Regions from separate parts of the Bos taurus genome. Here region 1 is linked to region 2. Evidence: chromatin contacts called from public Hi-C data. All regions are on one chromosome and are shown on one strand. Each heading gives the region's core, a stretch centred on a gene start, on an enhancer-like site or on the middle of the called end of the contact. The rest is flanking DNA. Distances are from core to core; before and after follow the strand shown. Region 1 overlaps ERGIC1 (endoplasmic reticulum-golgi intermediate compartment 1). Region 2 has its middle 37 kb from the start of DUSP1.

Region 1 (3,693 bases), core at 1,084-3,583, 180 kb after region 2:
TTCAAGGGACTGCTCTGCGATGGTTCCCCCGCCTGCCTTTCAGGGTTCAGATCCTGGCTTCACCACTTACAAGTTGTGTGACCATGGACAAATTATTTATTCTTGCTAACCCTCAGTGATCTCATCTGTAAAATGGGAACAGTAATGGTACCTTCCTCATAGAACTGTAGTGAAGATAAAATAAATTCATGCAGGTTAAGCTCTTGAACAGCTGCCTGGCTCAGAGTGAAATGAGCAGTGGCCTCATTCTGCACCAGGCCCTGCAGGGTGAGATGCCGCCGGCGCGCAGGGACTTCCACAGCCGTGGGGGAGATAGACGTGGGGTGCTCACCATCCAGCGGGACAGGAGCTGACCAACTGCAGGCAGGCAGAGGGCCCGGGTCCCTCCATCTGTGGGCGCTAGGCAGCATCCCAGCTGCCTGTGCGACCCACCAGGTCAGCAGACCCTTGGCACGGCAGGGGAGCTGGGCACTGTGAGCCCTGGTGTGCACAGGGAGACTGAGATCGGAGTCATGGCCCAGGGTCACGCAGCTCCCTGGAGGCGCCCCCAGAGTCCAAACCCCATCTTGGCAACAGACCACACTCCCTCGTGGGCACTGTTGACCCCTCAGCCTGCACCGCAGCCTGCACTTTCTCACTGGGGACCAGTGTTCAGATGAAGCCCGGTTGAACCATCACAAAAACCCCCTCAAGGATGCTGGGTGGCATTTATTTTTCCTGAAGAGGAAACAGGGTCAGAGAGGTTCAGTAACCTGCCCAGGGGTGCACAGCTTGAAAAGTAGGTGTGTCTGGCCCCAGGCCTTCCTTGACTGTGCCTCAGAGAGTTATGGATTCATCAGACCCCCTCAAAATCTCTGCTCTGCTCCAAGCTTTGCCTGAGGCCCTGGGGTAACAGCAGTGGATTCTTGCCCTCAAGTGAAGAAGAGACTAAGTGTAAATAAATGCAATTACAAGAGAGAAGAGGGGCATAGGATTCTGGGCAGTGATATGGAGATGAGGGCAGGGTACTCCCCAGCTTGGAAAGTCGGGGTGGGCTTCCCTGAGGAGGTGACATCCAAGGTGGCATCTAAGCCAAGGATGAAGGGTGAGAAGGACTTGGCCAAGCTCAGGACAGGGAAGTCTCATGGGCAGGGGCATCTTGCACCCTGCTCTATGGCACGTCCAATCAGTCATTTTCATATAAAAGACCCTCAAGATCACTTTCAGAAAAAAAAAAAAAGTGGACCAGCAAGAAGTATCCATGACATCAGAACTGTGTTCTGTGCATGAGATGCCAGAGGCTCATCAGAGTCAGCGCAGAGGGCTCAAAGTGTCACCTGGCGTGGGGAGCGGGGAGCTGGGTTTCAGGTAGAGAGAAACCCACATTAGATTTAGGAAGGTGGGGTCTGACACGGGCAGGGGGCTGTCATAGGAAGAGCACCCACCTGCCTTGTGGAAGGTGAGGCGAGGCTGCAGGTGGGGAGATGAGGAAAGGGCTGCAGCCAAGCCCAGGGGACAGGAGGAGAGAGAAGAGGGACGGGGGACAGGAGGAGAGAGGGGAGGGACGAGGAGGGGCAGGGCCGGTCTTGCATTGCCATCTGCTGCTGCAGGACACAAGGGCAGTAATAGCCTTCTACTTGTTTCTTATGATGGAAATAGGATTTTTTTTTTTTAATGTAAAATACTTAGCTGAGGATTTATCTACCTATTCATCATCCATCATCCATTCAACAAATATTTATTGAGCCCCTACTATGTGCTGGGTGTTCCACACATTGGTGAGGATGAGCCTGGTCCCTGCCTGTATGGAGTGTTGAATAGTCTAGAGAGGAGGACAGAAATTAATCAAATAATCATACAAACAAATGTCAGGTACGACCCCGACATGCGACGATGTGAGGGAACATTCTAGCACTCTGGCCTCCACAGCCACTGTCCTGGGGTTAGAAACCATGTCATTAGCTGGTCTCCAGGCACAAGGGACAAGCCTTCCCGTGGCCTTGTTGAGAGTATGCAGCTCTGTTAAGTGCTTGATGGACGTCAGTGGCCTGAGGCTGGGATCAGGGGGCGGGTCACCCACTGTCCCTGAGTGGCCCTTACTGTAGGAGCCTGTCCCCTCTGCCCTCTATGACCTCTTCCCTTCTCAGCCCTCATCCCATTCCTCTCTAGGGCCAAGCGAGCTCTGGTTCTCAGTCTCCAGGCCTACGTGTCTGCATGCGCTGCCTGCCTAGTAATTTCCCACTTTCCTACAAATCCTGCTGTCACTCCCCCCAGGAAGCCCTCCAGGAGGCCTACCCCGCCCACCCCCGTTAAGCATGCCCAGGAGGACAGAGTCCATGTACTGGGCACGCTTTGCCCTGCTTTCAGTTTTCCTGGAGGCTGACCTGGTTTCCCACTGGCCTCAGAGGAGAGTAGGAGGTGGCCTTCAGCCCCTGCCTGGGGGGACACAGCCAGGCCGGCCACCAGGAGGAGGCGTGTCTTCACAGCTCATGTGTGTTTCTCACTGCAGACAGGGTGGGCTCCTGCAGCCCTGGGCCCTCTCTGAAGGGGAGGTGGGGTCTCAGGAGGAGTGTGCTGACACCCACCTCTGCCCGTGCCTGAGTTTCCCATCTGCCTCCATGCTTGAGCCCTGGCTTGAGGTCAGACAGACCTGAGCTGGACTCAGCCACCTCTCAGCCGCAGGACAGTGGACAGGGTTCAGTGCTTCTCCAAACCTTGGTTTGCTCCTGTAATGAGCCTGTGGTCCATCCTTAAAGGCATTAAATGAGACGACCCTCAGGACCCTGGACTGAGCGTCTCGCAGCGAGGGCTCGGAAGCAAGCTTGTGCCTCCTCTGTGCCTTGTGCCCCAGGACTTTCCGAGACAGACCGTGCTGGGTGCTCCTTTTACACGCGGGCAAGGTCTCTAGACCAGCTGGCACCTGGCCTCTCCCCGTCCCCAGGCCCGAGCCTAGAGGTGCGGCATCCTCACTGTGCTTCTCCGCAGGTCCACAACGTCCACGGCGCTTTCAACGCTCTCGGGGGAGCAGACAGACTCACCTCCAACCGTACGTACTGCGCTCTCGCCCCGGGAACAGCTTTCTGCCCCAGCTCCCCAGGGCAGCGGGGAAGGAAGGGGGACGGGAGGGAGCGCTGACCAAGCCCTCGGTGCGAGCCACGCCGCTCAGGCTTCATTCCCCCGGTTGGCCTGTGAGGACGCGGAATTACCCCATCTGACTGAGAAGGGAGGAGGGTGACTTGTCCGGGCTGACGGGGGAGGGCAGCCGAGACACACCGTCAGCGCTCTGTGAATACCTGGCCGCCATTGTTATTGTTGCCATTTCATAAGTTATTGTTGTCCCATAATTGCTGTCGGTTGAGATGATCGCCCGAGATCCCCCAGGGAGTGCTGACACAGCCAGAGTTCGTCCTGGCTCCAGGTGGCACCGTGGGAACGCGGCTTTGGGGCGCTCAGCCTGGCCTCCTGGGCAGCCGCCCACCCCACCCCTCCTCCCGCTCGAGCCCCTCCCGGAGCCCCCTCCCTCCCAGGTTCCCCGGCACCTTGGCACAGATTAAAGAGTGTGCCACGTCTTTGCACACCAACAGACGAGCACACACACACACACCTACACACGTGTGTGCACACCCATGGGGCCTTGCCCAGAACGGGCCTGGAAGGCCTATCTGCTTATGTGGGTCTACCCACTGGGTCCTGCGAGACAGATTACCGGGACTG
Region 2 (3,487 bases), core at 750-3,249:
TCCATACATCTCTGTACACCCCAGCCCGATGGCAGTAACAAACCTATGTTGAGCTTCCCAAGAGCTCTGCGTGTTCTGAGTGCTTTGCACTAACTCATTTGATCCTCACAACAAGCTCACAGTAGGCACTAGTCACTCATTCATTCATTCAGAGAATTTGTTGTTCAGTCGCTCGCTCGTGTCTGACTCTTTGCAACCCTGTGGACTGCAGCATGCTGGGCCTCCCTGTCCATCACCAACTCCCGGAGTTCACTCAAACTCACGTCCATTGAGTTGGTGATGCCATCCAGCATCTCATCCTCTGTCGTCCCCTTCTCCTCCTGCCCTCAATCTTTCCCAGCATCAGGGTCTTTTCCAGTGAGTCAGCTCTTTGCATCAGGTGAAATAGTTATGTCTTTATTGTGGACCATGCTGTTCTAGGTGCTGGGGACACAGCAAAGGACAGATCTCACAAAATTCCCTGCCCTCTGCAGGCTACATTCTGGGCAACTAAAATAAAATATAGGATTATGGGACCTCCCTGATGGCCCAGTGGCTGAAGCTCCATGCTCCCAATGCAGGGGGCCCGATTCAATCCTTGGTCAAGGAACTGGATCCCACGTGCCAAAACCGAGAGTTTGCATGCTGCGACTAAATCTCCTGTGTGCCGCAACGAGGGCCAGAGGTCTCAGGCTGCGACTCAGACTTGGTGAGCCAAATAAAGAAATATTTTTATATATAACATAATGTACAGTTTTATATATAATATGTGGTTAAATATATGAATGTTTAATTAAATACTGAAGGAGGGCACAAGAACCCACTCCAGTATTCGTGCCTGGAGAATCCCCATGGACGGAGGAGCCCAGCAGGCTGCATGCAGTCCATAGCGTTGCACAGACTCAGACCCAACTGAAGCAACTGGGCACATACATGCTTATATTAAAGTAATATTCAGGGTTATTGAACAGTGATTAGAGCCACGTGGGAAAATAAAGCAAGCAGGGAGAAAGCGAAGGCTTAGGTAGATGGGGGTTGTCCTTTAAATGTTGGAGTCAGATGACATTTAAGCAGGGACCGGAGGAAGGTCAGAAAGCGAGGCAGGCTCGCATCTGGGAAAGAACATTCTAGCCGGAGAGAACAGCCAGGGAAATGCACCAGAGCAGGTCTTTCCTTGGTGTCTGCAGACTGAGCGAAGGGAGGGTGGCAAGAGACAAGCCTTCGAGGTGTGGGGAGGCCATATGGCAGGGCCAGTGGGCCACCGAGACCTTGAGTTTTCCCACTGATTGAGACGGGGAGGCATGCGAAGGGCACTGGAAATAAGCTGTCTGGAGCCCGTGTGGACGCAGAAAGAGCAGGGAAGTGACGGACAGTGCTGCCTCTGAGCAGAGGGCGGGTGGGGAGGGAGACATGATTGGATTCCAAGTAAATCTGAAGGTAGAGTCAACCGGATTCCCCGACGGTCAGATGTGGGGGTGAGGGGGAGAGAAGAGTCAAGCCTGTCTCTGAAGTTTGGATCGGAGCCCCTGGAAGGATGGACGTGCCAACTCCTTTAAAAATGAGGAAAGGAAGGTGCAGTGAGGAGGTAACCTTCCTGAGCTCCCGGCCTGGGCTGGAATTTGAATCCTGGCCTCTGGCTTTGGAGACTCTGCACTCCCTAACCCTCTGTGGTGTTCAGCAAACAGTGAACTTTATGATGAAAGAGTTTTCAAAAGAAAGAGATCGATAGTCAGTGCCTGGGTTGGAAATGTGATGCCTTCTAGGATTGGCCCTGGAGATGGGAATGGCAACCCACTCCAGTATTCCTGCCTGGAGAATTCCTTGGACAGAGGAGCCAATAGTCTATAGGGTTGTAAAGAGTCAGACACAACTGAGTGACCAGCACTTCCTAGCGTTGGAGCACCCAGATTTGGGCTTCCCAAATTGCTGAATTTCCCAGAAGGCTCATCGCCCAGGCCTAGCTGCCCTTGTAGTTTCACTGGGATGGCACTGGCCATGCCAGCCTGTGTGAGCCAGCCTGCTTCCTGCAGTGCCCTAGGACAGCACCTGGGAGCCGGGCACACGGGTGGTTTCCTCACCTCCATCCCACTCAGGGTGCCGTCACCGTGGAGACACCCCACCAGGTCTTGGCAATATTTGGGTAACACGGGCTGGAAGGGCTCCTCCTCATTGTGGAGGCCAGGCCCAGGCGCGCCGGGGCATGGGCCAGGGGTGGGGCCTGGGGGATTCTGAGGCTCAGCCCGACACCCCAGCAGAGAGCAGACCTGCTCCTCCTGAGCGCCCACCAGGAGTCCAGCACCTCTTTGTCTCAGCACGCCCTCCCTCCACCCTGCAAAGAAGGACTGCCAATCCTGACTTGCAGATGGGGGAACTTGGGCTCAGCGAGCCCAGGTGACACAACCAAGAAATGGCAGAGCCAGTCTGAGTCCCAGAGCCTGCGTCTTCTCCCAGCCACAGGCCTCTCACTGCGCCCAGCATGTGAGGCCCTGGGCAGTGATTTCCTCTCCCTGGCCTCAGTGTTCTGTAAAAATGGGAGAGTAACCATGCCTTCCTCACCGGCAGCCACGAAGCCAGAGTGACCGTGTGTGGGGAGCCAGGGATCTGCGTTCACCGAGCCGCTTAGGGGATTCTGAGGCTCGCTCTTGTGTGGGCACTGCTGTTTCAGAGCATCAACCTGTGTCACCTCTCGGCTCTAAATCCTTCCATGGTTCGCCATCGTCTTCTGGGAAAGCCCAACGGCTTTGGAGTGATCTGAACTGATAGGAGGCTATTTACAGACTGTCTTCACTATTTGCACTTTCTTTGCGTATCCATACATTTTGGTGTAGAAACATCAGTGTGTTTGTTTCTAGAAGAACCCTCCCACTGGATGTGTTGTGTAAATACAAGGTATATTTCCCTTTTTTAAATCTGAAAATCTCAGAGTTCTGAAACCTCTAACCCCAGCAATTTGGGATAAGGGATTGTGAACCGCTGATACCCTAAGGCTCTTGCTATTTTTCCAGGCACTAGACTGAGCGCTCTGCCCATATTTGATCCTGACAGTAACCTATGCAGCCACTTTATTATTAAGTTCATTGGATAGAAGAGGTCACTGAGGCTCCAAACTGCAGCAGCTGGCCGGGTTCATGTATGACAGCCAACCTCCGAATGTCAGACCACCACTCAGAGCCACGCACGCGATCAACACATGCCACCATCCTCTCCTGCCCTCTGCGAGGTCAGCCAGCCTGGCTGGGGCAGGGCACACCAGATGGAGGCCTGAGTCACGGGCATGGCCCCTCCACAGTCTCTCATCTGACCGGGGAAACAGGTCTGGCACCTCACATCAGTCAGGGCCACCAGGGAAGGGCTTCAGATGCTGGTTAGAGCCCTTGAGCCTTATCCAGAAGGCCATGGGGAGGCATGGAAAGATGCAGAGCTTGAGAGTGACACAATCAGGTCAATGCCCTGAAAGAGTGGTGCCCAAGCATGCGTGGGCACCAGAGGGCTTCTTAGACAACTGGGC

What was found. A called contact is a pair of places that touch in the nucleus more often than the background predicts.
Region 1: a Hi-C map of liver shows a contact between it and region 2, with 4 times the contacts expected there. The contact joins two enhancer-like sites. A contact is called at or near these places in 2 of 11 Hi-C or Micro-C datasets (blastocyst and liver).

Annotation. Positions count from the first base shown.
Region 1 is chr20:4,686,073-4,689,765 of ARS-UCD2.0, forward strand. It overlaps ERGIC1 (endoplasmic reticulum-golgi intermediate compartment 1), which reads left to right. Exons shown (of 10, transcript NM_001076417.1): 7 at 2,965-3,025. Among named protein-coding and RNA genes, the nearest start is that of RPL26L1, 29 kb to the right of the region's middle. Within about 2 kb of position 2,334, at least 2 of the 102 cell types and tissues checked have an H3K27ac peak or open chromatin away from gene starts, as enhancers often do. A contact at or near this core is called in liver, where this site is marked.
Region 2 is chr20:4,504,427-4,507,913 of ARS-UCD2.0, forward strand. No RefSeq gene overlaps it. Among named protein-coding and RNA genes, the nearest start is that of DUSP1, 37 kb to the right of the region's middle. Within about 2 kb of position 2,000, at least 4 of the 102 cell types and tissues checked have an H3K27ac peak or open chromatin away from gene starts, as enhancers often do. A contact at or near this core is called in liver, where this site is marked.